7 separate regions of the Mus musculus genome follow, and all the other regions are linked to region 6. The links are chromatin contacts, called in public promoter capture Hi-C maps. All regions are on one chromosome and are shown on one strand. Each heading gives the region's core, a stretch centred on a gene start, on an enhancer-like site or on the middle of the called end of the contact. The rest is flanking DNA. Distances are from core to core; before and after follow the strand shown.

Region 1 (3,996 bases), core at 381-2,880, 1.3 Mb before region 6:
CAAAAAGGTGTGCAAAGGGAGAGTGGAGTTTAAGGTGTTAGGGGGAAGTGATAAAAGACAAGGTGAGCAGGGGTCAGAAAATGTAGGGAATTCAATACTTAGAAGTATAATGGTTGGTACACTGGTAAGACCATTATCATTTGATTACAGTATTGCCTGGGGAACTGATTCCAAACTTGAACACAGGGTTCTGTTATCTGAACACATTATTCCATTCATTCCACTCACAGTTGTCCATATCTTCATATCTTTTTTTAAAAGATTATGTGTGTGTGTGTATACACTTGCTATACTCCAGACACACCAGAAGAGGGCAACAGACCCAATTACAGATGGTTGTGAGCCACCATGTTGTTGAGAATTGAACTCAGGACCTCTGGACAAGCAGTCAGTGAACCACTGAACCACCGCTCCAGCCCCATGTTTGTTTGTTTTTGAGAAAGGGTTTCTTTGTGTAGTCCTGGCTGTCTTGGAACTTGCTTTGTAGACCAGGCTGGCCTGGAACGCAAAAATCCACCTGCCTCTGCCTCCTGAGTGCTCGGATCAAAGACGTCACCCCACCCCACCCCACCCACTCCCCTCAAGTACTTGTCCATATATTTAAATGAATAATTCATTTAGAAGTTCATCCCTTCCTCGTTTAGCATTAAAATTATTTTTTCATAAAGACCTGCTCCAAGTTGCTTCTTCTGATGGAGGTTGATCTCAGAGCTATAGTCCCTGTCAAAAGAAACAATTCAAATTTTGAGACAGGTATTGTCTAGCTGGAGATAAATTTCTAAAACAATGGCTTGGAAAAATCCTACCACAAGAACGAAGTCTCAATACAACAACAAACAAACAACAACAAAAACCGTAGAAAACTATTTTGCTCACAACTAACTCCTACAACTGGTCTGTGCTTCCTAATGGGAAAAAAATTAAGCTTTGAAGCTGGAACCAGAACAAAGTCTAAGACTTCTGATGAAGGCTGTATGCAAATGACTACATTCACCTAAGTGCGTTTCTCTAGCTGAGAAATGGATGTGGCTCTCCCAAATCTCCCGGGCTCATTGATGATCACAAAAATAATAAAACCTTTTAAAGTTGTGTGAATGGGTTGGCGATAGCTAGAGAATTTAACTAGGTGCGGACTACGATATACACTTATTCCTAAATTTTCACAATAGCTTTTGCACAAAGGTAACTCTACTTTAGACATTTGACCCTGTGCTACCTAAACGTTCCCCTTAAACTTGTTGCAATTGAAGAAAAACAAAGCAAAGAAGTCCTGGCGGGCTCTGAAATGGGCGGGAAAGGCACAGCTGTGCCGAATCGCTCCAGTCTATTGGTTCACCGAGCTGTTGTTCCCAGCCTCCCGCCCCCGTGCGGCCGACAATGTTTTCATTGGCTTTCCTCCTCTCTCATTGGTTCATTCTTCTGTTCATCAGAAGTCCGCGCAAGGAGAGCGGCGGAGAGAGTGTCAATGTTTGGTCGGAGGGCCCACCTCCAAGGGCCGTGTGCAAAAAACAAACAGCGGTTAGGGAGGCGGCACCGGGAGGGCGGAGTTATGGCTAGAAGGAAGCGTACAATTGGCCGGCCGCCGAGGTTCAAACGAACAACGTGAGCGGCTATTGGTGGAGGCGGCGCGAGGCGGGCCCCGGGCATTGTCCCGCTCTGGCTGCGGCGGTCCGACTGCGAGAGCGGCGGCGGCGGCGGCGCGGGGCTGCAGTGGGCGTCGCGCGGCCGAGACCATGGTGAGTGCGGGGTCGCGCGTGGAGTGGGCGCGCAGAAGCCCCGGACGGCTGCTCCACCTGGGGGATCGGGAGTGGGCGGTGTCGCGCTTCGGAGCCGGAGTGCCCGCTGTTCCGGACTCCGCCGGGGGTTGGGGGGGCGCGCCGGACGCGGGAGGCAGAAGCAGGGGGGCGGGTGCTGCGCCGCACAGAGGAGGTCCGGCTGTAGCCCTGCGAGTTCTGAGGCTTCGGCTCAGGGTTACGTAATGCCCCCCGCTGAGGATCGGAGGAGTTCTGATCCTGCCCACCAGAACCGCTCGCCTCGTCAGCGGCTTGCCGGTTATTCTTTGGAATAGAAGTTTATTTACTTGGCTTCATCTTAAAGTATCTTTTCATTCTGTAGTTTAGATCTAGTTGAAAGTGACTTCTAAAGAAAGAAAGTGAGTAAAACTTTAGCCCCATTCTGAAATTGAGGGGAAAGTCCTAAAACCAATCGAGACCTATGTGTTTCACCAAGATTAAGGGGAGTGACGCTCTCTTTTTGGAATTATATTTCTGTCGGTATCCTGCTTGAAATATGCTTTCGCTGTTATAGAAATAGTAAGCCTTCCCAAGAAGGACTCTCTGCATGCACTTAGAGATTAGTTAAGGAAAAGCTCTTTATCTTTTCTTTGACGCTTGTCTGGCTGGGCTAAGACTCAAGCAAGAGCCTGCCTCCAACTGAAGAGCTTACTAATTTATGTACATTTTAGATGTGTGCATTCCACAGACTCTGTTATCCTGACATCTCTTTTGAGGTCCCAGGTTACACTTTGAACAATTTAAGCAGAGACAGGAGATTGCAAGTCTGACCGCTGAAGTGGATAGATTTATACATATTACTACATATGGCTAGGAGTATTTTTAAGTATGCCACTGTTCTTTTTCAAAGTTATTACCGAGGGTCATCATACCTACCTTGCAGAATTACAAGCTGGTTTATCTTTATCTGGGCCTAACTGCTGGTCATAGATCAGTTCTGTCTCCTTTGTCACGGGAATGAGTCTGATTGGGTGGCCCATCCTGGTGAACAGTTGTCTCCTAACATCCTAAGTTCCATGTTTTTAATTTGCAGGCCTGCTTAGCATACTGCTTATCTTCGAGGGGTTTGAGAGGCGGTCCACCTTTAGCTAAATTTCACTTGGGCCAATGTTTCCTGAGCAAATCTATTACTAAATCCATTGTAACATCAGTTTTATTACTTTGTGTTTCATCTACATTTTCACATGATAGGTACTTTATTTTTGGGTTTTTTTTTTTTTTCTTTTTCTTTCTTTCTTTTTTTTTTTTTTTCGGTTTTTGGTTTTTCGAGACAGGGTTTCTCTGTATATAGCCCTGGCTGTCCTGGAACTCACTTTGTAGACCAGGCTGGCCTCGAACTCAGAAATCTGCCTGCCTCTGCCTCCCAGGATTAAAGGTGTGCGCCACCACGCCCGGCTTGACAGGTACTTTCAACAGGTGCTTCTTGCTTAAAAGTTAAAAATCAACCCCAGGCTATCATTTCTCATACTGTAGATAATAATAGTTTGTCTCATTGTTGACCATGACATCTGAGGCATTTAATAGATCAACTATAAATAGATTGGCTAATGGAAAGTCTCCAAGTTTAGACTGTAAAATTCTCAGACTTTGAACTAGAAAACTTGTGTCATTTGTAGTTAGTTGTTCTGTGGTGATCATGAGGAAGTGCTCTGACAAGCAGCATAGGTTATTTCTTTGTAAATGAATTTGCTCAAACAGTTGATTTTTCATAGCCCTTGGTTTTTTTTCTTTCTCATAAATTCTAGTGATATGTTTTCAAGTATCCATTTAAAAGTACATAAGCATTAACGTAAAATGAAAAATCCTTCATGCATTGGTTGTCCTTGGTAAAGATGTTTTAACTTTAATCCCAGCACTTGGGAGGCAGAGGCAGGCGGATTTCTGAGTTTGAGGTCAGCCTGGTCTACAGAGTGAGTTCCAGGATAGCCAGGGCTACACAGAGAAATCCTGTCTCGAAAAACCAAAACAAAACAAAAGATGTTTTAAATTGATAAGTAAAAGTGTGTCTATTAGAGTAATAGGAAGTTTTTCAGGTTTTTAGGAGTGAAAATATAGTTCAGTGCCCTCCTTTTCCCGTGTATAAATTTTTTTTTTAACCGAGAAGCTTAGCCCAGTCTAACAGAATTACTAGGATAAGTAATTTTGTATTGTTTCACTTTTTAAAGTATGTATTTATTATGTATATACATGGGTGGGCTTATGG
Region 2 (4,009 bases), core at 838-3,337, 1.4 Mb before region 6:
CGTCTGAAGACAGCTACAGTGTACTTATGTATTATAAATAAATTTTAATAAAATAAAAATAAAAAAGTCAGGTGTTGTAGCCCAGCGTTTAACCCAGTACTGAAAGGCAGGACCTCAGTGATTTCAAGGCCAGCCTGATCTAGACATCTGAGTTTCAGGACAGCCAGGGCTACATAACAGAGAAAGTGTATCTCAAAGACAAACATATTAGGAAGGTTCTGCAAGCTCCTTATAGGAAGATACCTGGTAAACTGTGTTCAGTCATGGCCTACATAGAAACTCAGGTCCCAAAGGTTGTCTCACTTGTTTACAGGGAACAAACTAAAGCAGGTGACAGAATGCCTACAACTGCTAGCATAGATCCCTACACACGCATTATCTCCTTTAACTGAGACACTGAAATTAACCACTGCCTTTTTCTGTACTTATTTTTTTTTCACTGCATATAACTGTAAGATTGTCTTGCTACAAGAGCTGGGCATGGTGGTGCACGCCTTTAATCCCAGCACTTGGGAGGCAGAGGCAAGTGGCTTTCTGAGTTCGAGGCCAGCCTGGTCTACAGAGTGAGTTCCAGGACAGCCAGGGATACACAGAGAAACCCTGTCTTGAAAAACAAAACAAAAAGAGATTGTCTTGCTACTGATCCAAAAGCTCAGGGGGAAGTCTTAATGCCTCTCTCTGCTCCTCAGCCTTCTACCCAAACTGGTATGATATACAAGACAACATAAACCGCCAGGCAATTTGTCCCAAACAAGAACGTGGGCCAGGTGTCTTACAGGGCACTTAGAGTGTGAGACAAATACAATGTCTCCAGGGATGTAGGCTACTGGCATTGCAAAGACCAGCTGGCACGGTTCAGCATCAGCCACACTTGGGCCAAGTCCTTCCTCAACAGCACCCTCTTTTCTAGCTAAGTCCTTTTACAATGCTCAAACCCCTTCTATACTTGTAGGCTGAATTGCTTTGTTGGGCCCATTTCCCAGCTTTAAACCATCTTTGGAGGTAACAAGTTGACAGGACATCTAAATAACAAGTGCAACTTTCTGTCTTCAAACAAAAGAAAGTGGGGGCAGCGCTGCTGGCCTGGATTCCCTGAAGGCCACCTGGCCACTCTATTTCAAGTAAGACTTTCTGAAAAATGGGACACCTCCTAAAACAAGGTGGTGAGTGGTGTGGCCAATTAAAGGCTACAAGGAGGCCGGGTGGTGCTGAGCTAGGACATCAAAGTCTGTTTTAAACTTGTCCACAACGTGCACACATTTATCAAATGAAAATGACAGGCAAACATGAAGATTGCAAAGCATTTATTTGAAAGGGATACATTTTATCAAAGCCCACTTTTCGCTTTAAAGGCAGTTTAAGCGGTTCATTCCCACATGGTCTTCCCAGGCTTCTTAAAATGTTCTTTATCAACTACTCAAGCCTGTAATTAAAGCCACATTTTTAAACTACAGAAACGAAGGAGCCTCTTGAACCATGTCCTAAATCTTACTGCCAAACATAACGTCACTAAAATCACTCAGTGGTATTAAATAGGAGCGACAGTCGACGAGAGAACCCGCCGAAAAGCTAAGTCCATCTTTGCTTTTACTGGACATCCAAAAACAAAGCCAAGTGGGCAGCAAAAGCCTCGCCGGTCACGGCACAGCCCAGTGGCCCAAGTTCCAGCCCAGGCCACCTTCTGGCCCCTCACTGGGCCCACTTCCTTTGTGGCCCCAGGCCGGCGCGCGGGGAAGGCGGGCCCCCTGACAGGCCGTCTGGAGCAGGCCGGGGGCGAGCGGCAAAGGGGACGCCCCCACCGGAAAGGCGCGGCACTTCCTCCGGGAGCCGCAGGCCCACCTGACCGCTGTCCCTGCCCGCTCAGCCGCCCGCCCGCCCGCCCACCCCGAGGGACCCCCACCCCACGCCCCGGCCCGGCGGCAGGACGCGCCGGTGAGCGCTCACCTTCTTGCCCTTCTTGCCCTCCTCCTCCATGTCGCCGCGTGCGGCCCCCGCGGCCCGCCCCGGGAGCCCCACTGCCAGCGGCCGCTACATGCTCGCTCTGGGCCCGCCACCCCCGCGCTCACCGCGCCGCCGGCCCGCCCGCAGTCTCCGCCCCGGCCGCGCCCCACCCGCACTTCCGGACCTAGGGAGCCCGCCCACTCCGGAGACCCCGCCCCCTCACGCCCCGCCCACTGCCTCGGCGCTCCCGCACTTCCGCCTAGAGGCACTCGCTGGGCCCAAGGAGGGCGATACCAAGAAGGGCGATTCCCTGTTTTTCCCAAAGCCCCTGAAGAGACCCAGGGTCACCCCGGGCCCCTCCATGCCTCCTCAGGGCGGGAGGAGCACACCTGCCTACCCCAGTCCTTCCCATCCCCTCTGGAAAGGCGCCCCAGTACCCCCCCCCCCATCCCTAGCTCTCCCGAACCCTTCAGGGCCGCGCGGGAGTGGCTCCAACTTTTCAATTCTGCCGCCATCTTTAGGGTGGCCGACTTCCCAGCCTGCCTCGCGATTAGGGAGGCGGGCCACATGCCCCTGGGAAGGGACAGAGTCAGTCTCCAATCCGGGTTCTGGGCGCGCTGCCACTTGGCATCCCTCTCTTTTTACTCTGAGCCACAAGGAAACCCTTTTCTAGTAACTTTCTATTCTGGCTGGGCGTGGCGGCGCACTCCTGTGTAATCATAGCACCTGGCTGCTAGAGACAGGAAAATGAGTTCAGGATCAACCGTTGGACCAGAGTCTCATAAAAGAATCCAAAAATGTACAATAGCTGCCAACAGCAACCTTCTAGGTAGTGTATGCAACCTGTTGTCTGTATGGGTTGTCCTAAAACATCTTGAAGATAGTATTCTGGCTGGGCAGTGGTGGCGCATGCCTTTAATCCCAGCATTTGGCAGGCGGATTTCTGAGTTTGAGGCCAGCCTGGTCTACAGAGTGAGTTCCAGGACTATACAAAGAAAACCTGTCTCGAAAAAAAAAAAAAAAAAAAAAAAAAAAAAGCATTCTGATGGATATTCACATTCCTGAGTTTATGGTGTTTCTAATCTAGGCTTCAGCCACCCACACACAAATGCAAAGGTGCTTTTGGGAAGCTGGAAGGTATAAGGAAATCAGGGTTCACAATGGCCAGGTCATCATATCCATGCTCTAAGGCTCAAGTTCAACTTCCTTCGCCTCCAGATCTACACCTCTAAGAAGAAATGTTTAATGAAAATAAAATTTAAAACATGATAGCTGAGAGGCAGTTCACAGGGTATGGCTGTGGGTTCCCTGGAAAGTTATGGACCCTATGGTCCACCCAAGCCTCTATGTTCACTAATCTCACACCCAAGCCAAAACTATGTGTAATGTGTGTGTGTAAAATTTTAAAGCTTTATTCTCTCCTACCCTTGGTACATCAGGAAGGTAAAAATTACAAGAGCACGGGCATTCGGGCCCTGCCAGAGTAAAGTTATAGATTTTTTAAAATTATTTTTATTTTATTTTCATTTGTGTTTTGCCTGCATATGCATCTATGTGAAGGTGTCAGAACTCCTGGAGCTGGAGTTACAGATGGTGGTAAGCTGCCATGTGGGTGATGGAAATCGAACCCAGGTCCTTTTGAAGAACAGCCAGCACTCTTAACCACTGAGCCATCTCTCCAGCACCTACATAGTTAACAGACATCATATATAGTTACCACATTCACAGAACAATTTCAGAGGATCAGGTGATTTTTCAAAAGCAAGTTGGCACCCCAACAGGTCTTTGTTTTGCTGTTATGCCAACCCACAGTATGGAATTTACTGATCCTAAACTAATACTAAACTGGGCCATGGTGGTGCATGCATTTAATCCCAGCACTTGGGAGGCAGAAGCAGGCAGATCTCTGAGTTGGAGACCAGCCTGGTCTACAGAGGGAAGTTCCAGAACAGCCAAGGATACACAAAGAAACTGTGTCTCAAAAGAAAAAATATGCTAAATGAAGCCAATACTTATTTTAAAATACTAAGTATCCTGCTAATTGTAGTTCTCTCAGGGCTACATGCAA
Region 3 (3,806 bases), core at 336-2,835, 1.4 Mb before region 6:
CTGAATCAAGGATCTCTCCTAGCCACCAGAGAACAGCTGCGCCCAGTTCCACTGTTCACAGACCCTAGGCCCCAGCCAAACTGCACAACTCACCATCTGGAGACATATGTTCCTCTGCCCAAAATAACCTACCCTATCTCCACCTGTTAACATCTATCCTCCAAGGATTACCCAATACATAGTACTGGGACAATGGGTTAGTCATTTGAAGGAAATTCCTTAGATTCTTTACTTCATCCCAGACATCATGATATATTTCAGATAAACATAGTCCTATACTTAAAAATCAAACCATAAAACCACTCAAAAATATGTCCTTACTAAAAAATTACAAGAGAAGACTCTAGGCTTAGATGCAAATGAAATTTCAGCGGAAACAAAATAACAAAGCTGGCCCATCAGGCAGAATACAGGCTAGAGGGGCGGTTAACTGCTCATCACACAAGCATTAAGACACAAGCTTGAAAACCTAGCAGCTGCATAAAAGAGCAGGGTGCAGCAGGGGGTGGGGGTGGGGGATCCCTAGGGCTCACTGACAGCCAGTTTAGATCAATTCAGTGAGCTCTAAGTTCAGCCAGAGACCCACTCACAAAAAATACGGTGGAGAGTAACACAAACACTCTATTTCCGGCCTCCACATACACGTACATGTATAGCCACACAGAAACAAATTTAAAACACTTTAGGGCTGGAGAGATGGCTCAGTGGGTAAGAGCACCCGACTGAAGGTCCAGAGTTCAAATCCCAGCAACCACATGGTGGCTCACAACCATCCGTAACAAGATCTGACTCCCTCTTCTGGTGTGTCTGAAGACAGCTTCAGTGTACTTACATATAATAATAAATAAATCTTTAAAAAAAAAAAAACAACACTTTAGAGGAACCTGGTTAACGAATATTAAACTGATGCAAGAACTCAAGTTTAAGCCAATATAGCTTAGTGAGATCCTATCATTAAAAACACCCAATTGTAAAAAAAAAAAAAACCCAAAAGTTATTTGTGTGAACTCCATTCAGGGAGTTTATAAAATAAGATGGTATTCTGGTTTCTTTGTTTTAGAAACACGGGCTTATTTACTGAAGGATTGCTAGATCCAATCGTTAGGAGTCCGACTTAATCAGTGTACTCGTCCCTGAGGATTAATAATCTAGTAGCATTAGTGAGAAGTAGGATCTCACTGGAGAAAACAGGTTACTGGGGTATGCTCTGGAAAGATCCCTAGCCCCTGGCCCTTTCCTGTCTCTCTGCTTTCCCAGGCGCCAGGAGGTGATTGGCTCCACTGTTGAATAATTCATGTGCTTCTCGGCAAAACGTTCTGCCTTCCCACAGCCCCAAAGCAACAGAGTCATCTAGTCACACACTAAACCCTCTGAAACCGGGAGCGTCAGTAAAGCATCAAGAAAGAGGACCCCAAAACCAGCGGACAGAAACATAGGCTCGCCCGGGGTAGCCGCAGAACGCCTTGCCGGCGCGGCCAGCGACGTCACCTCTGCGCCCCGCCGGCGTGGTGTGTGTGGGTCTTCCGGCCGGGAGGCGGCGGCGGGCGGGGCGGAGTGACGTCACGGGAGGCGCGCGCCGGAAGCGGGCCGTGCCGCACGGAAGCCGCGGGGGCGGGGCGCGGAGGCGATGGGGGGCGGCGGCGACCGGCGATGAGCGGCGGGCGCGCGTGAGGAGCCGGCGGGCGAGGCTGGGGGGCCCCGGAGCGCGAGCCGCAGGGCGGAGGGCGGGGGCGCGAGCGCAGCGGGCGGCGGCGGCGAGGCGGCGGCCGAGAAGATGGCGGACGGCGACAGCGGCAGCGAGCGCGGCGGTGGCGGCGGCGGCGGCGGCGGGCCCGGCGGCTTCCAGCCCGCGCCCCGCGGCGGCGGCGGCGGCGGTGGCGGGCCGGGCGGCGAGCAGGAGACGCAGGAGCTGGCCTCGAAGCGGCTGGACATCCAGAACAAGCGCTTCTACCTGGACGTGAAGCAGAACGCCAAGGGCCGCTTCCTCAAGATCGCCGAGGTGGGCGCGGGCGGCTCCAAGAGCCGCCTCACGCTGTCGATGGCGGTGGCCGCCGAGTTCCGCGACTCGCTGGGCGACTTCATCGAGCACTACGCGCAGCTGGGTCCCAGCAGCCCCGAGCAGCTGGCGGCGGGCGCCGAGGAGGGCGGCGGGCCGCGCCGCGCGCTCAAGAGCGAGTTCCTGGTGCGCGAGAACCGCAAGTACTACCTGGACCTCAAGGAGAACCAGCGCGGCCGCTTCCTGCGCATCCGCCAGACGGTGAACCGCGGCGGCGGCGGCTTCGGCGGGGGGCCCGGGCCCGGCGGCCTGCAGAGCGGCCAGACCATCGCGCTGCCCGCGCAGGGCCTCATCGAGTTCCGCGACGCGCTCGCCAAGCTCATCGACGACTACGGGGGCGACGAGGACGAGCTGGCCGGCGGCCCGGGAGGCGGCGCCGGCGGCCCCGGGGGCGGCCTGTACGGAGAGCTCCCGGAGGGCACCTCCATCACCGTGGACTCGAAGCGCTTCTTCTTCGACGTCGGCTGCAACAAGTACGGGGTGTTCCTGCGAGTGAGCGAGGTGAAGCCGTCCTACCGCAATGCCATCACCGTGCCCTTCAAGGCCTGGGGCAAGTTTGGAGGCGCCTTCTGTCGGTATGCAGATGAAATGAAAGAGATCCAGGAGCGACAGAGGGATAAGCTTTACGAGCGACGCGGCGGGGGCAGCGGTGGCGGCGACGAGTCGGAGGGTGAGGAAGTGGATGAGGATTGAAGCAGGCAGCTTCCCGTACCGGCCTCCCCCAACCCCACCACCATCCCCTTGGCTAGAGAGCGCCCTTTCCTTCTCGTCCCCAGTGAGCTAGTGGAGAGGGATCAGGGGAGGCCGCAGACGAAGAAAACAAAAAAAAAAATAAAATAATATAGTTAAGAGAAATAACCATAAGAAAACAGTCACAGACAATTAGAGAAAAGCAGTTAAGTTCCAAGGAACTGCCAGCAACCTGCAAAGAGGAGCAGCATCTCCTCACCTGCGCAAGAGTCTCAGCTTCTGTTGTTTAAAACCGAGGTTCGGAAATTCATCAGGAAAACACTGGAAGGGATAGATAGATCTTCGAGCGTCTGGGACCAAAACCACACCTGGGTTACCCAGACTCATGCATTGGGAATAGCTGAATTTGTGTTCTTCCTGGGTAATCTGGTCTTAGGATCCCTCCAGGCCTCACTACTATCAGCATCTATCCCTTCACCTCCATCGAAATCAGCATTTTGGATCTAGGTCTTAGTGGAATCTTTGAGAAGAAAGAGGCCTTTTGCAGTTACCCAGTTCTGAGGGTACAGGTTTATGAAAAGGAATGCAACTTTACACAATCATGGACAGGGCAAGAGAAGAATTCAAGAAGCCATTGGAGAATTCGAAAATTAGATCCATTTAAAAAAAATGGTTTTGCATGGAACCTGGACCAAGGCCCCTGTCTTTTCTTTGCAGAATTGTTTTCCGGGATGCAAATGAATTCAGAGATCAAAGCTTGAACTAGAATCCATTACTAAAATAGTTTAAAAGTTGGCAATTTTTTTTTTCAAAAACAAAAGCATTTTTACAATGGGGATTGCTGAGGTGGGCACAAGAAGTCAGGCATAAAGCACAAAGTGGACTGTTTGAGTGGATTGGTTGCTGCTCATTAAAGTTCTTCCCTTGATCTCTTAAGTATGGAGGTCTTTACCAAGAAATGGCTTAGCATGAGTGGGAGCTGAATCCCAGTGGCTCCACCGTATGAACCAGAGAATTATGGCTAATTCGGCTGTTACAGCCACTGGCTGGCTGCATTTTA
Region 4 (4,231 bases), core at 1,006-3,505, 1.7 Mb after region 6:
CAGTCTACCAGTATGGCTGATTTCTGCTGATGGCTGGCTCGATGGCTGCCTGACATATAGCTGTCTTCTTGTTGTGTCTTCAGGAGGCAGAAGAAACAAGAATAAGACCTGTCTGGTGCCTCTTCCTCGAACACATTTGCCCCATTACAACAGCCTCGCCATGACCTCATATAACCCTGGTTACCTTGTAAAGCCCTCAGCTGCAGGGATACTTTGGGGAATAGGACTTCATCACAAGAGTCTAGGGAAGACAGTTCAGTTCACAATGGCATAATTTAATAGTTTTCTTTGAACTAGGCATGGTGATACACACTTTTCATCTTAGCACTTAGGAGGTCAGCTTGATCTACATAATTCTAAACCAGCCAAGGTTTCATACTGTCCCCCCCAAATTTTAATTAAAAAAACAAAACAAACTAACAAACAAATAAAAACCTACATGGTACTGGAGAAATGGCCCAGTGGTTAAGAGCACTGGCTGCTCTTCTAGGAGTCCTGAGTTCAATTCCCAGCAACCACATGGTAGCTCACAACCATCTGTAATGGGATCTGGTGCCCTCTTTTGGTGTGTCTGAGGCAGCAATAGTGTTCTCATATACATTACATAAATAAATAAATCTTAAAAAACAGATACAAATTACACATACTGCCCTTTAAACAGTGATTATAAGAGAGACAGGGTGGGAAGAAAAGGCAGTCAGCAAAAAGTGGGAGAAGGACAGATGTGGTGCTCAGTTGTGGAGGGAGGGACAGGAAGCAAGCAAGCCAGTCCCCATCCCTCTGTGCCCGGGAAAATACAGCAGGGCCTCTCTCTGCTAATCATTAAGTAGCTTGTCAGAAGAGCCCCAAGAATTCTTTCCTAATTCAGTATATAATCTAGTGTTCCCTACGCATCAGATATCTCCTCAGAGGGAAGCCAGCAGCTCAAGTGAGTTCCCAGGAAGGAAGTCAGGTACAGCCCCCTCCCTAGCACTTGTGCACCCTAGGTCATATGAAGGCGCCACGGAAGAAACATCTAACTAGCAGCCACTTTTGTTAACAAAAGGCCATGCAGGAAGACAGAGAATTGTGCTGTTTTGTTTACCTAAGTAGTAGAGCCAGAGGCAGCTGATGGGAGAGTTGGAGGCAGGATTGGTTTCCTTGGGCTCCATTCCTACCCATTTCCTGATCCTCTGGACTCTTTTCCCATGTACATAAATCTGATGGAGGGAAGTAACAATTGTCTAAAACCGAGTGTCATAGTTAGGGTTCTAATGCTGGGAAGAGACACTATGACCACAGCAACTCTTACAAAGGACAACATTTATTTGGGGCTGGCTTACAGGTTCAGAAGTTTAGTTCACTATCATCCCGGCCAGAAGCATGGCAGAATACAGGTAGACATGGCGATGGAGAAGGAGCTGAGAGTGCTGCGTCTTTTTTTTTTTTTTTTTTTTTTTTTAGACGGTTTCTCTGTATAGCCCCGGCTGTCCTGGAACTCACTCTGTAGTCCAGGCTGGCCTCGAACTCAGAAATCCACCTCCCTCTGCCTCCCAAGTGCTGGGATTAAAGGCGTGTGCCACCACTGTCCGGTTCTTTCTTGATTTTAGTCACAGAATAAGATAACTATGTTAGAACATCTAGATTTTGGTTTTTTTTTTTAAATAAACAATCTAGAGATGATTTAAAACAAGAATATCTCAGCACTCAAGAAGCTGAGGCAAGAGGCTGGCAAGTTCAATATCAGTCTGGCTGCATTTCAAGACCCTGTGGCAAAACAAAAGAAAAAATAAAGCATATGAAGATTGTGCGTGGATTATAGACAAAGTTTACGCCATTTTCTATGAGACTTGACCAACCAGGGACTTTATATAAGGAGTGGGAGTCCTGGACCCAAAATTCCAGGAACCCAGGTATTTGGCCTCCATAATCTGCTCTAGGGAGCCTCATTTCCATATTGCCTTTGACACGCAAAAGTGGTTTCTCTTAGCTTCTTCGTGTTCACATTGCTGATTACAAACTGGGAGTCAAAAGACCTGTGATACCTACCCACGCTCTGCACCTGAAGAGCAGAGCCATTTTCAAGTAGTGTAGAAGGGCAACTGGACTAACCTGAGCGCCGAGGGTCCCCTGTGTTGCGACCTCCAGCCTAAACTGAATCACCCTGGTCAATCCGAACGCCTCTAGAGGTCGCCAGTCGCCAGCAGGCGCCAGAGATGCGGCAGAGTTCGCGCGGGAGGCGGGACGGGGCAGGGCGGGTCGTTAACCTAAGTGGGAGGGGCTCCGGGGCGGGTCCCCGTGCCAGGTGCGGTTTGGTCCTCCCAGGGCGCCGTAGGCGGTGCATCCTTCCGGCTGCAGGGGCAGAGACAGCCTCTTCTCTAGACCGCAGGCGGGCGCGGACCTGAGGCGCTGCTGCCGGGTGGTCCTTCCTGTGTTGTCCGCGCCCTGGACCATGGCGGCGCTGGCGGGTAAGAAGGGCCCATTCCGTCCAGCCCGCCGCTCGCGGGTTTCTGGCTGTCTGGTTTTTCTTGGGTCCGGAATCCTCAGCGAGAGCCTGGCAGGGTGGGGAGGATCGAACACAATGGTTCCCTCGGGACTTGAAGGTCTTGGGACTCTGGAAGTCCGAGCGCAGTCGTTCTAAGACTGAGGGCTCCTTGCGGCCGGCGCGTGGGGCGAATTCCCGCGAGGTGGATCCTCGGATCTGCAGACCGGGCAAGTCTCCTGGCTAAGGAAGCCGAGGCACCTGAGATTCTGAAATATGGGAAGTACAGGGTCTTCCAGAGTTCAGGACTTGAGATTCCGAGTTATCCTGGGTTCTAGGTTTTCTGTAGACCCAAAGTTCTCGAAGGTGTCTTTGGACTCTGGGATTGGGAGGAGTGGTTCCTAGAGATAGAGTATGAGTGTGGAGTTTATGATGTGGATAGGAAGACATCCGACCGTTCTTCCTGAGGCTCAAAGACCTCTGCCTCCTGTGGAGAACAGCTTCAAGTCTTCCTAGAGACTAGTTGAGTCCTCGCGTAGTCTCTGATGCCAGCAGATTAATAGCTCCGCACCTTGAGGGGAAGAGTTGAGTGAAGGAAATTTCAGAATTGGCTTAGCTGGGCCTGTAAATCCCTTCACGAATCATCTTGCAGCTTCCTGCCCCGCGGCATCATGAACTTTCTGCCGCCTTATTCCCAGCCACCGGTGTGAGTGGCTCAGTTTCTGGGTCTACCAGGGTCGACTTCCAAAAGTTTTCTAGAAAGGCCAAGGGAGAATTTTAGGGGTGGGGGAGGGACTGAATATGTGCCTCCACTTCCTGGCTTTGGGCCGGTGGACAGTCACTTCCTCCATCCTGAATTCAAGGACCGGGCCGCCAGTGGGTCACTTCCTCACTACGGGAACATGGAATTTCAGACCTTATTGGTGATAATATGCTCTGGAGAAGGAAAGCATGGAGCGGAAATTCGTCTGTCTCTTCCCTTAATTTTTTTTCCTGGCTGGTAGTGGTGATTGCACACCTGTAATCCCAGACTAGACAGAGCCAGGAGAATTGCTTGGTCTGTGTGTGGCGTACTAACTAGGTCAACCTGGACGACAGAATACGATCCTGTCTCTAAATAAATAATTTTTTTAAAATTGAGTTGGATGGGATGTGGTTCACTTGGTAGAAGGCTTGCACAAAGCAAGGGGTTTCATCCCCAGCACTGCCTATACCTGCTGCATGCCTGCAATCCCAGGTCGAAGGAGAGTCAGAATTCAAAGTCATTCCTCTGATATGTAGGGAATTTGAGGCCAGCCTGGGTTACATGAGAGATACGGTCTTTCTTTTTTTCTTTTCAACGAGGCTGGAGAGGTGACTCAGGTTAAGGGTGTGCTGTTCTTGCAGAGGTCCCTTCTGGTTCCTGACACCCAACTCAGTGTCCTATTCCTCCAGCTCCAGAGGCTTCTTCAGCCCTCTGCAGGTCCCTGCAGTCCTGGAGCCCATGCACACTCACATACATAAATAAAGTCTGCTCTTAAAAATTAAACACGTGGCTTTAGAGTTCTTCAGTTCAACCGATTTCCAGTGACTTTTCATTTATTTATGTATTTATGTATTTTTGAGACAGGGTTTCTCCGTGTGGCCCTGGCTGTCCTGGATCTGCCAGCCTCTGCCTCCGAGTGATGGGATCAAAACTCTGCATCCCTGCACCCAGCCTGGTGACTTTTTCTAAGCACTATTGGTTCTCAGTTTTGAACCTTGATGATCAGGAATTTGTGCATGAGTTTA
Region 5 (3,915 bases), core at 770-3,269, 1.3 Mb before region 6:
AAAATAGTGACAGACTCCTTAAGCATGACTCAAGAGCTTTTAATACATCACACCTACTTCTGAATAGACTTGAGGCTTCTCAAAAGCATACCATCACTCCTAACTTCATGTTGAAACCTAAAATCAAATTCTCAAAGCACTGTCACACAATGCATGATTAGGCAAATAAACTGTTAGTTTCTGGCAATGAAAATGCTACCACCTTCAACCTGTCAGCATAGCTTTAAGCATCAGGTGAGTGGCTCCTAACCTAATTGTAGAGGACTGTAGAGGATTCCAACACTTCAATATCTACATGCCCTTTCATAGCTAGTTGAAAACCACAACTCATCAGTTGCAGCATCTACACTTCTCTTGGAGGAATACATTTATGGTTTAAGTAGTTAAATATGTGACTCCTTTGGACTGTTTTTTTTTTCTCACAGCTTAACAGCTTTCCAAGTCCACATTTTTTTTCATCAAATTATGACTTCAAAGCCTTTCTTGGCAGCTCCACCTCTATTTTCACCTATGGGCTCATCTCATTCCCATTAAGCTCTGGTTAACCTGATACTATCCTACCCAGGCTAAGCTTAGGCCAAGTTTCCACAAGAGTCCTTGTCAATTATCAGCTCTTGACTAGATACATGCTGGGTGAGGGCTAATTAGAACCTAGTGCTCTTTTTATGTGCCTACCTACTATGTGTACCCAGCACTGTGGCAGGCGGGCAATCGGGAGATCTAGCTTTTGAGTTAAAAACTCACCAATGATAGCTTCTGGAGTTTAACAGTACAGACACTAAGTAACATATTCCACTATGGCCTAAGGGCTAGTACTGAGGCTAACAATAATATTTAATTTTGGGGTTTTTTGTTTTTTTCGAGACAGGGTTTCTCTGTATAGCCCTGGCTGTCCTGGAACTCACACTGTAGACCAGCGTGGCCTCGAACTCAGAAATCCGCCTGCCTCTGCCTCCCGGGTGCTGGGATTAAAGGCGTGCGCCACCACGCCCGGCTGAATATTTAATTTTGTAAAAGAAAAACGCCAATTGTTTAGGGTACTCTAATTACTAACTGATCTTTAAGCAGCCACTTAACCTCCAGAACTAATTAAGTAGGTAACTACTGGCAATCCACTTTGGTCAATGCAAACTGCAGCGTGGCCAGTCATAACATGCCTGTCTCACTGAGGGTAATAGGGAGGGGTTCAGAGCGCCTCCCCCGCTGCGCCATCACTGCGACAGGAGGCGGTCCTTGGGCACCAGCAAAAGCCAAGCCTTTCTCGTTTCCGCTCGGGGGTGGGGGACGCGGAGGGGTATTTTGAGCCTCCCTAACCAAATGTGGCTACTTCGGACCAAATGGCCAAAGGTTCAATTCACACTCAAGTCTGCTATAAAACGATTATTTTATATTCTTCGTAGGAACCACTAGGTTTAGGAAACCACTAGGTTTAACCGGGCTAACGAGCACGTCCGGGCTCTCCGAGCCTTCGCCCCTGAGACCTTAGGCAGGGTCCCTGCTCAGATCCGAGTAAAAGGCTGTGGGGCTCCGGAAAGCAGGCTGGGAAGAGGCCCGCGGGGCTGCAGCGCCGCAGCGGAGCAGGGCGGGGCCCAACGGCTGGGAGAAGGGAGAGGCGCGGAGCACGTGCGCCCGGCCTCGCGGGGCCCCACAGGACGCAGCCACGTGCGCCTGCGGGGAGGCCGGGACGGGCGGGGACGGCCCCCTCCCCCAACGGCCGCGCCCCGCCCGGCTTTGTCCGCAGCCCGCCCAGCCTCCCCGCGCCTCGCCAGCCTCCCAAAATGGCCCCTCGTCAGGAAATGGCGCCGCCACCCGCGCTCGCTCCACCGGAGGGTCGGGCCGCGCCCGAGAGAGCCTCCCCCTCCACAGCTCCCGGGACCCCACCCTGGAGCACCACTGCCCACCCGACCTCGAAGGAGACGCGGCCCAAGGGCTCGTCATCGGCCGTGATGTCGAAGAACACGGTGGGGTTGACCATGGCTGCAGCAAGCGGCGAAAAGCGACAGTGGCGTCTGCAAAGCGGCACGAGCCTCGCCGCGGCTTCCTTTATACCCGGTTCGGGCCCCGCCCACCACCGAGTCGCGCGCCCGGACCTGGATCAATCACAACTGCTTTCCAAACGGAGTGACGGCGCGACAGGCCTATGGGCGGGCGCGGGCGCGGGTGGGGCGGGGCGCGAGGCGCGCGTGCGCTGTAGCGCGCAGAGGCAGGTTCCCGCCCGCGGGCTCCTACTAGATGGTTGCGGCGCGGTCGGTGGGGGAAGAGTCCGAGGGCAGTTAGGGAGGGTGGCCACGCAATCTGGCTGTCCTTAGGAACGCGTCGGGGCCCCTGGTCTTCCCCAGTGGTACCGCGTATCTTCCCATTGCACAGAGCAAGTAACTGAGGCAAACATGGTCCTCAAGGTCGAGCGGCCCTTCAAGGTCGGGCGGGGTCCTGAGGCGCTGCCCTCTCTGCGGAAACTCGAACAGGCAGGCATCCCTGGGCCTAGATCCAGGACCCACACCGTCATTGTGCAATGGCAACCGCTTCCTGATAGGTCCCTGTGAGCGCCTCCGTTTTCTTAAACTCTGGGGAACGGGCACAAGCAGCCCCCTCATTTTAAAGATTATGAAATACTTTTTAAATGTCCTACTTTCCAAATATATCTTGTGTTTTCTCCAGGAGGAAGCTATTTAAACACGATCCTGGTCAGAGTCTACCTGTAATTTTTTTCTCCCCGACCCCCAATACCCCAAGGTCTTCTCATTTCCTCATGTGGCCTAAGGCGTGCTCTCAAAGGCTTCACACGCCTGTAAATCCCACCTCTAGGTAGATGGAGACAGGAGGATAGTGAGTTCCATACAGCCTGAGCTGTAAGTGTGAGGCCCTGCCTCATAAACAAAGCCTGAGTATGGGAAAGTCGGTGCTGTGGAAGACCCTTCACCATAGCGTCTGCTGGAGTTGGCTCCCGAGCTGTAAGGCCTTTAGACACAGAACCTCAGGAATGTGGGTCTGGCCATGCCTTATTTGGATGAATCAGACCAAAAGCACATTAGGTTGAACTACAAAGAGTTTTGATTTGCCAAACTGGAAAATTCTGTACCAGTGTGCTTTGTGCATATAGCATCATGTAAACCTGCTTTTCTCAAAACTGTTAAGTGCTTGCAGGACAAGCTCAAGGACCTACCTGCGTTTGGATCCCCAGCACCTATGTAAAAGCCAGGCCATTGGGAGGAGTCTGTAAGTCCAGGCCTGGAGGCAATGGAGACTGACTGGTTAGACAGTCTAGGCAAGACTGAGTCAGTATAGTGGATAAGGTAGAGACAGGGATGGGGAGAAGGCCCCATGGTTAAGAGCACTTGCCTTTATTTTTAACTAACTGATTGTTTTGGTTATAGTTTGCATTTTAGGAGTTCTTTGCATATTCTGGGTTTAATTTCTTACCTGACATATAATTTGCTGATATGTTCTGCTGTCCCTCCGTTGAGCCAGCAAGATGGCTTAGCAGGTAAAAGTGCTTGCAATACAGGGCCCAGGAACTGGGGAAAAGGCCAGATGAAGTGGCTCACATCTGTGATGCCAGCACTCTAAAGGTTGGGAATCAGAGGAGACCGACAGAAGTCACAAGAGAGACCTTGCCTCAAAGCAAGATGAATACCAGAGAGACCTCAGAGGGGACAAGATGACTCGAATACGGCCTCTGGCACTCACATGGTAGAAAGAGAGGACAGACTCCCACAAGTAGTCCTTTGACCTCCACATGCACACACGCACGCACACACACACACACACACACACACACTAAATGTTAAAAAAAAATCCAACTTGCAAAAAAGTCTTTAAGTTGTACATGTGCCCACACTCACACACATACACACAAGTAAATAAATGTAAATACATGGGGCTGGAGAGATGGCTCAGCAATTAAGAGCACTGACT
Region 6 (4,014 bases), core at 200-2,699:
CTTACAACCATTCCATCCCTGGGCACTAGGGGACAGGTCCATGGACATAGGGAACTGGGCCTCGAGTCCTCTGGACCAGTCTCTTCTCTTTCTTGGCGATAGGAATGGAAACTAGGGCCTCATACATCATAGGCAAGCCGTAACACTCCTGCAACCATATCTTCAATTAATAAAACGTAACTTGTAAGAATCCAATAATGAATCCAGCTGCTCCTCCTAGAACACAATACACGCCTTTCTCCCCTTCAGATTCCGACCGGCCTCTAGTGAGACACTATGAGTGGCGAACTAACAGACTCGGACGCCTGGATCTCTCACCTGAAGGTGATTTTACATAAAATGGGGAACTGGGGGGCTACACATCGGGCTCCCAGCTCCCTTCCCTGCCTGCCCCGGGCCAGAAGCTCCGGCATTGAAGCCACGCCCATCCTCAGAAGGGTGCGACACGCCTACTTCTCCCACATGGACCCTGGTTTCTTCCGAGTCCTCGCCCGCCATGCTAATGTTTGTCTGTGTCTGTCCACTGTGTCAGTAACTCTCAGAAAAGCAAAACCAAAAACCCCACCAATCGCCAACAATCCGCCTCAGTGTCTTTCTGGAGCCCTTGTCAGAGACCTCAGAGCTATGCATATCACACCCTGCCTACCTTGCAGGGAAGCCAGGAGGACAGAGTGGGAAGGCAAGGACAGTGTGGCGAAGCTTCCGGGCGGTGTACAGAGAGGGGAGGCCCGGGGTCTGGGTCGCATTCAGCTTTGTAACTTTAAGGAAAGAACTCAATTTCGTGGGTTCTGGGTTTTCTGTTGAAACAAGGGGATGGGTTGAAGGACGATCACAGGGCTTCTCAACCCCGACCGTTACTGGGGTCGGGCGCGGCATTCCCGGCCTCCCTCCCAAGCCGACGGCCCTCGGTCCCCTCCCCCGCCCGCTCAGGCCACGCGTCCAGGGGCCTGGGGAGCATGTCCTCCCACCCCCACCCACCCTAGAAAACCGAGCAGGGGGGCCCGCCCGGTAAGTCCGGCCGCCGGTTCCAGGCCGAGCCCTCGGTGCCCGAAACCCGCTGCACGCACACAGAGGCGCGTGATCCCGCCCGCCGATTAGTCAGCAGTTGTTTCAGGCCGGCCGGGATCCCTTCCCCCAGCCCTCCCGCCAGCCTCCGTCTCCCTCCAGGGCAGACTCTTCAGAGACGGTCCCTAGAGCCAGCGGGCGTAACCATTCCGAGCCACCGCGCCTCGCGCCAAGGAGCTCTCGGGTTCGTGGGTAACCCTCGCTCACTGGCGCGCTGGCCCCCGAGGCGCCTTTTTTTTTTAGACCACTCGTCACGTCCGGCTCTTTGGGAGAGGATCGGGTCAACGGTTTCGGGAGCGAAGAGCCGAAGAGCTCCGGTTCGCTCCTCTTCGGCCACCCCCGAGGCCTGGCCCGATGGTAGCGTCCGAGGTTGCGGGTTTCGCGCCTGCGCAGTGCGGCGCCTAGGGGGAACGCGAGAAGGAGACGGACGTTGAGAGAACGAGGAGGAAGGCGAGAAAATGGCGTCCACGGGTAAGCGGAGTGGGATCGCGGTCCCGCCGGCGACAGCTGGGACACCCAGACTGGGAGGCGCTCGTCTCTGGGGGTGGCAGGGATGACTGAGTGAAGTCGCCGAAAGGGGTTGGAGTTCCCGCCGCGGCCCGACGAGCTCGGGGGTGGGGGTGGGGGATCCGCGTTCCCTTCCCCTCCCCCACTAGGCGGGCTGGTTCTGGAACCTTTTGGCGGCCGCGTTGCGCGCGAGGGCCTCGCGGTAGCTGAGGCGTGCAGAGCCCGTCCAGGCCTCCTTTGTGTGGTGGTTGTCGGGGCCGGGTGCTCCGGGTCTCTCGCCACGTGGGCCGGGCCTAGGGCCTCCGAGGGCCCGAAGGGGACCGCGGCTGGGCCTGGAGCCCATCACCCCGAAGGCGCGTGAAGCGAGGTGTCTGATGGCGGCTCGAGAAGCCGTGGCCGGTTTCCCGTGGAACGTCTCCTCCCATCGCTAGCCCCAGGGCAAGTGTTTACTGTGTAGGGACTCAGAAAAACAAACAAAAAGCCGTCGCGAATGTGTAAGCTGAGGGGCGCCGGCTTAAGAGGGGAGCCCCATTATCCCCCAGGCCTGGCCCGGCCCGACCAAGCTGCCCCCTCGGAGGACCTAGTTGGTTCCCCTAAATCTTCGTGCTCCCCACTCAAGAGGCTTCGATTTAATCATGAGTTAACTCCACCTCCTTCCCTACCCAAAAAGCAGTGGCTTCCCAGTGTCCTTTTCTCAGCAACCGGCGCGGGGGATCGGTTGTATAACAAGGTCCGTCTGGATCCGGAGAGGAGACTCTTTTCCAGAAAGAGATTTCTAGCAGCTTTGATCCAGGAGAGGCAGAAAAGCCTCGGCACGCCACGTTTCTGTAGGCCTGCTCGTTAAGCTAGCCGGCTGATTTATTTCTTGGCCCTATTGAGGCCAGGGGAAGAGACCCATAGCGGATTTTGAAAGTCCAGGGCGGGAACTCTAGAATGTGATGGTTATGTTGTGGTCCTTACCGAGAGAATAAGTGTAGCCTAGCCCTCACCTGCAGTTTAGAATACAGTTAACTGGCACAGTGGCGGGTTTTTTGTTTGTTTTTGTTTTTGCTTCTAGCGGAATCTAGGGTCTGGTGATGTGGCCTTGGAGGCAGGAGGAGAAAACAAGTGGGGGTGACAGGAAAAGCTCTGGGTTCTTCATTTGGCTTAGGAAAGCTTCCAGCATCACAATTTGACGACGCAAACGATGTAGTTAGTAAACAGCTTGCTTTTGGTACCAGGCTACCCAAAGTGTCCCTAAGAGAAGACTGAGATACGACTACAGTCCAATATATCCTAGTGGAAAATGGTTTCTTTGGTGGTCCTTTTACCCTTCTCTTAACCTCTAAAGCCCAAGAAGGCAATTGCAGTTTTTCTGCTTGATAGATCATTGCCACTTTTTAGTCATCTTTGTTATCAGAAAATGTTGATAGCACCCTGAACCAAATTTAAGTTGAAAAGTGTGCTCTGCTATACCCACAGTCCTGGCCCTGCTGAGGGGACTTTATTAAGGGCTTTCCTGAAAAACTTAGTTTTAGACTTTTTTTAAAGGGTCGGTGGCGATGCACCGGTGCTGGGAAGGCAGAGGTAGGTGGTCTCTGAGTTTGAGGACAGCCAGGGCTACACAGAGAAATCCTGTCCTAGAAAAAAAATTTTTTTTCTTGAGCCTTTCAGTTCTTAAAATAACTTTTTTTTTTGGTCCCAACAAACTTACCCTTGCTAGCTACAGGAATTATGTAGCCTAAACCTTCCTATTCAGCTTGGCTAATGGCTGCCCTGAAGCAAGCCACTGCCTAAGGGGAGTAATGGTTTCCCTCCTCTGTATCTTGTAGAACAGTAACTATAGAGTGTGTCCAGTAAAGCAGAATTACAGTCTCTAAATAACTACCAGAACAAAAAGTAAAACATTAGCATTCTAGGATGCCCCTACATCATAATCTCTCAGCCTGCTCTGTGTGTGTGTGTGTGTGTGTGTGTGTGTGTGTGTGTGAAGTGTTTACGTATCCGGGCATTTAAAGACTTATTTTTTCAATTGTTAAATTATCTGACCATTGCTTCAGTGTCATGCTTGTAGGTAGATAAACATGGGGGGGGGGTCGCTTTTTCCTTAGCCTACCAAATCCTTTGGCAGCACCCTCGTCTCAAGTGGTTGGCTGTTCTGTATCAGCATTGCCAATTTTACATAACTGCTCTTGTGTAAGTCTTTGTAAACATCAAACTTAATGCCAATGACTCAAAAAGTCGTTTTTACACAGAAACCTCAACAAAATGTAGGTTGCAGTATTTGCTTTGTTGTTTGTTTTTCATATAAAGAATGTGGCAAGTAGCCAGTCATCATCTAATCCTAGATTGGGGAGCGCAGCGTTTGAGGCCAGCTAAAGCTACATAGTGAGACCCTGTCTATAAATAAATAAATAAACAAACAAATAAACGGCAGAAAGGTAGACAAAGGAAGGTAGCAAG
Region 7 (3,728 bases), core at 207-2,706, 1.6 Mb after region 6:
AGGTGTGGCAGTAAAGTCCTGTGAGCAAGAAGACCTCTGTACAGGTTGGGAAGCTCAGGCCTAGAGCCACAGGTAAAGAATGAGGGAGAGAAACCAGCCATGGGTCCCTGTCTGCATGTTATTGATAGCTGACCAATGCCCAGGAGACATGGGTTACGGCATTCTCCCTGTTGTCGGTAGAATTCTAACCCTGGCCTTTGGCCCTTGAGACGAAAGTCAGACTAGAAGGGAACAGCTCAGAACTACCCTAAGGGCCCTGTTAGAGGCACCTGCCATCTGGTCCCTACCCCACCCCATGCAGAGGCAGCCCTGCCAGCCACCTGTGGTTCAGCTTCAGGAACCATCTGGCTGATCTTCCCTAACTTGGGAGTATGGATGGTCCTTCTCTATTCCTGATGGGAGGCCGCAGCCCAACAGGAAGTCCAGACCTCCCTATTTCAGGCCTCCCTTACACTTCCTTTTGTTAATTTTTTTTTAAATTAAAAATAAACCAGCTAAGGCCCATGAAGAGTCTGCAAACATAGGAATCACTTAGGAAGACTCCAGGGGAGTCCTTTGGCCGGCAGGTGGTGGTGGTCCAGGGTGGCTGTGGACTGTTGGTATCTCATTTCCCTATCCTCTCCTCCAGCTCCAGCAGAGTACAGTGAGGGGAGGAGCTTAGGTCTTTTCTCCCCACCAGAAGAAAAGAGATTCTGGAATGCCAGGCACTAAGTCTGGGTGGGGGGAGAAATAATGGGGAAAGGTGAGGTTATCCTTAGAGAAGGTGGGTTCTAAGGGGCCAGTTTTCAAAAAATTATAGCCAGAGACCCACGGTAGGGCCAAGCCTGGAGCAGAGGCAAGGGTTCAGAGTGCCAGGCCACAAGGACGAGACTTCTTACTTCCACAGTAGATGCTGTTCATCATGCGGCTGGGAAATAAAAGGAATGATTCCCGGGCCGTGCAGGAGGGAAAGGGGGGGGGGGTGTTTCGGGAATTCTGGTATTCCTGAGGCCGGACTATATTCTTGGGATAAGGGGCAGCAAGGTTGTGGAACTGTCGTACTAAGGTTGGGAAAAGGCGCACTCACCTCCACCCGCCCCCTGGCCAGGCCTCGAAGACGGTTCCAATCCGGTCGGTAGTTGGTGGTGGAGGTGGCTGGAGCCACAAGGGCTGCAAGAAGCAGCAGCAGCGACGGCGGCGACAGTAGGATGCTCATCTGTGCCTGGCAGGAGACGTTCCGCAGGCTGCACCCAAACTCGGCCGCTGCGCCACGTCTGGCCCGCAAGCTGGCCCCGCCCAAGCCAAAAGCTCCGCCCAGCCATAAACCACGCCCCCAGAGCTAGAAACAGCCCCACTGACATCCCACCCAAATCGGGTGGTTGCCTCCCACTAACCCCCATCCCTGTCTCAGCTACTCTCTGGTCCTCCAGACTTCATGTTCCCAGTTCTCACAATCTCCATATTGCATTTGCCCACTAAGTGTGAAACGCTCCCGCAGGATGCCAGGAGACAGCACTACTTCGCGTCACCAGAGGGCGCAGGAGGTTCGCAGATGGACACAAGGATTTCTGGGTCAGAGAGTTAAGATAAGGAAGCAGGAACCTAGGAGATCTCCTTTATACGCTTTTGATGTCTTTGAACGAAATTCCGATCAAAGCTTCAATTCCCCAAAGCACACGTTGTAAGCGAGGACCATTACCTACGCCCCGCTCAAGAAAGCTCAGAGGGTAAAAGCGCTTGTTATGACAGCCTGACTCCTGAGTTTTATCCCTGAAACCTAAAAAAAAGTGAAAGAAAAACAGCAATTCCCACAAGTTGTGCTCTGTCCTCCACAGGCGTCCCCAACCGCTCACCATGGCATGTCCGTGCCTGTACAGGCACACGCGGTGCACACACACATATAATAATAATAATAAATATAAATTCTTACAAAGGAATACTACCTATCCTTTTTTACCTAGAAAAGGCTGGGAGGGTTAATATACACAATGCATCTCATTAGAACAGTATCTGGTCAGAGATGGTACACACCAATCTCCTACTGTCCTTGAACTCAAAGCAATACTCTTCACTCAACCTCCTGAGGGCAGGGTGATTAGGACAGACTCTGGCTGTGTTACCTTCCATTATTAGCTCTTCCCCTTCCTCATCACAACGGCCCCCTCCAGCAATGAACTCCGTTTTGCAGATTAGGAACTGTTTCAGAAATGTAAAATAGGCCAATTCATAGATCTGGATTTGAGCCCCAAACACCTCTGTGGATCATCTCCCTGGACCAAGGAGGAAACAGGTGGCACTCCATGTCCTCATGCCTTCAGCAGACACAGCAAGTACAATCAGTTTTTTGTCACCCTGGATTTAACCAGTCTCAAGTTGGAAATATTAGGAAGTAAAAACTGCCTCTGTACTGAACATGTACAGACTCTTTTCTTGTTGTTATTCCAACCAATAGAGCATTACAACTATTTATAGCATCTGTATTGTATTAGGTGTTATAAATTATCTAGAAATGATAGAAAGTACAAGATCAGGCCACACGGGCTTTAGGAAAATACTAAGCCATTTTATCTATGGATTTGAGCATCCTCATATTTCGAGTTTTGGTATGGAAGTGTGCCCTGGAACCAATCCCTGGCAGACAGCAAGAACACGCTGTGCCCTTTCCCACAGGATTCAGAGAACCTTGTCAACACTGAGCCAACGCTGCTTGTGATCCAAGGTATTTTTACCTTTCTGGGCTTATTCCACCACTTTTAAAATGCGCATTAAAAATGGGGCGGGGAGAACCATCAGCAGATAGTTCCATGACTATAGGCACTTGCTGCCAAGTCTGATGCCCTAAGTTCAAGTCCCAGAACCCATGACAAAAGGAAAGAAGAGACTCCCACAGATTGTCCTCTGACCGTCGCATGTTTCTAATATCAAGCACTCACAGACAGACAGACAGACACACACAAATGAATAAATAAACAAATATAAAAATATTGGTGAGATAACTTAACATGTAGAATCAATTGTTGTATAAGCATGAAGACTGAGTCTGGATTCCTACACCAGTGTGAAAAGCCAGCCATGATAATACAAGCCTGTAATCCTGGCCCTTAAGAGACAGGGCACGAGGATCAGAATTCAAAGCCATCCTCAGAGGGGCTGGAAAGATGGCTCAGCAGTTAAGAGGACCGGTTGTTCTTCCAGGGGGCCCACGTTTGATTCTTAGCACCCACATGGAAGCTAACAACTGTCTGTAGTTCTCATTCTAGGGAATCTGATGCCTTCTCCTGGCCTCTACAAGCACCGGGGGAATGCATGTACTGTTCAGACATGCTTGCAAGCAAAATCTCCATGGACATTGTCTTAGTCAGGGCTTCTATTCCTGCACAAACATGACCAAGAAGCAAGTTGGCGAGGAAAGGGTTTATTCGGCTTACACTTCCATACTACTGTTCATCACCAAAGGAAGTCAGGACTGGAACTCAAGCAGGTCAGGAAGCAGGAGCTGATGCAGAGGCCATGGAGGGATGCTACTTACTGGCTTGCTTCCCCTGGCTTGCTCAGCCTGCTCTCTTATAGAACCCAAGTCTACCAGCCCAGAGATGGGAGATGGTCCCACCCACAAGGGGCCTTTCCCCCTTGATCACTAATTGAGAAAATGCCTTACAGCTGGATCTCGTGAATGCATTTCCTCAACTGAAGCTCCTTTCTCTGTGATAACTCCAGCCTGTGTCAGGTTGACACAAAACTAGCCAGTA

What was found. Promoter capture Hi-C pulls out the DNA fragments that hold promoters and counts their contacts. Capture Hi-C pulls out chosen DNA fragments and counts their contacts.
Region 1: a promoter capture Hi-C map of pre-B cells shows a contact between it and region 6, with 4 times the contacts expected there. The contact joins the promoter of H2az2 here to the promoter of Ewsr1 in region 6. A contact is called at or near these places in 4 of 39 promoter capture datasets (cranial neural crest, erythroid cells, frontonasal cranial neural crest and 1 more), 2 of 115 datasets of contacts at active chromatin or transcription factors (astrocytes and bone marrow-derived dendritic cells) and 1 of 9 other capture datasets (adipose tissue).
Region 2: a promoter capture Hi-C map of adipose tissue shows a contact between it and region 6, with 2.0 times the contacts expected there. The contact joins the promoter of Ccm2 here to the promoter of Ewsr1 in region 6. A contact is called at or near these places in 1 of 39 promoter capture datasets (pre-B cells), 1 of 115 datasets of contacts at active chromatin or transcription factors (large pre-B cells) and 1 of 9 other capture datasets (adipose tissue).
Region 3: a contact with region 6 is called in a promoter capture Hi-C map of pre-B cells, with 2.3 times the contacts expected there. The contact joins the promoter of Purb here to the promoter of Ewsr1 in region 6. A contact is called at or near these places in 4 of 39 promoter capture datasets (the C10 cell line, cranial neural crest, liver and 1 more).
Region 4: a contact with region 6 is called in a promoter capture Hi-C map of liver, with 4 times the contacts expected there. The contact joins the promoter of Limk2 here to the promoter of Ewsr1 in region 6. A contact is called at or near these places in 2 of 39 promoter capture datasets (both in liver) and 1 of 9 other capture datasets (adipose tissue).
Region 5: a promoter capture Hi-C map of liver shows a contact between it and region 6, with 2.3 times the contacts expected there. The contact joins the promoter of Ppia here to the promoter of Ewsr1 in region 6. A contact is called at or near these places in 5 of 39 promoter capture datasets (cranial neural crest, liver, maxillary cranial neural crest and 2 more), 6 of 115 datasets of contacts at active chromatin or transcription factors (astrocytes, embryonic stem cells, large pre-B cells and 1 more) and 1 of 9 other capture datasets (adipose tissue).
Region 7: a promoter capture Hi-C map of liver shows a contact between it and region 6, with 2.2 times the contacts expected there. The contact joins the promoter of Selenom here to the promoter of Ewsr1 in region 6. A contact is called at or near these places in 3 of 39 promoter capture datasets (embryonic stem cells, hippocampal neurons and liver) and 1 of 115 datasets of contacts at active chromatin or transcription factors (kidney).

Annotation. Positions count from the first base shown.
Region 1 is chr11:6,442,077-6,446,072 of GRCm38.p6, reverse strand. It overlaps H2az2 (H2A.Z histone variant 2), which reads left to right and starts at 1,630. Exons shown (of 5, transcript NM_029938.1): 1 at 1,630-1,736. The coding sequence starts at 1,734. It also overlaps the pseudogene Gm11970.
Region 2 is chr11:6,544,965-6,548,973 of GRCm38.p6, reverse strand. Ccm2 (cerebral cavernous malformation 2) reads right to left here and starts at 2,087. Exons shown (of 10, transcript NM_146014.3): 1 at 1,945-2,087. The coding sequence starts at 1,974. It also overlaps the pseudogene Gm24000.
Region 3 is chr11:6,473,855-6,477,660 of GRCm38.p6, reverse strand. It overlaps Purb (purine rich element binding protein B), which reads left to right and starts at 1,585. Exons shown (of 1, transcript NM_011221.3): 1 at 1,585-3,806. The coding sequence starts at 1,775. The coding sequence ends at 2,749.
Region 4 is chr11:3,407,262-3,411,492 of GRCm38.p6, reverse strand. It overlaps Limk2 (LIM motif-containing protein kinase 2), which reads left to right and starts at 2,255. Exons shown (of 16, transcript NM_010718.4): 1 at 2,255-2,447. The coding sequence starts at 2,432. Gm51879 (a long non-coding RNA gene) reads right to left here. Exons shown (of 2, transcript XR_003949624.1): 1 at 2,092-4,231; 2 at 1-1,746.
Region 5 is chr11:6,413,971-6,417,885 of GRCm38.p6, reverse strand. It overlaps Ppia (peptidylprolyl isomerase A), which reads right to left and starts at 2,019. Exons shown (of 5, transcript NM_008907.2): 1 at 1,907-2,019. The coding sequence starts at 1,975.
Region 6 is chr11:5,096,531-5,100,544 of GRCm38.p6, reverse strand. Ewsr1 (Ewing sarcoma breakpoint region 1) reads left to right here and starts at 1,449. Exons shown (of 17, transcript NM_007968.4): 1 at 1,449-1,536. The coding sequence starts at 1,524. Rhbdd3 (rhomboid domain containing 3) reads right to left here and starts at 1,272. Exons shown (of 9, transcript NM_177370.4): 1 at 979-1,272; 2 at 647-797; 3 at 1-148.
Region 7 is chr11:3,512,412-3,516,139 of GRCm38.p6, reverse strand. It overlaps Selenom (selenoprotein M), which reads right to left and starts at 1,456. Exons shown (of 5, transcript NM_053267.3): 1 at 1,067-1,456. The coding sequence starts at 1,195.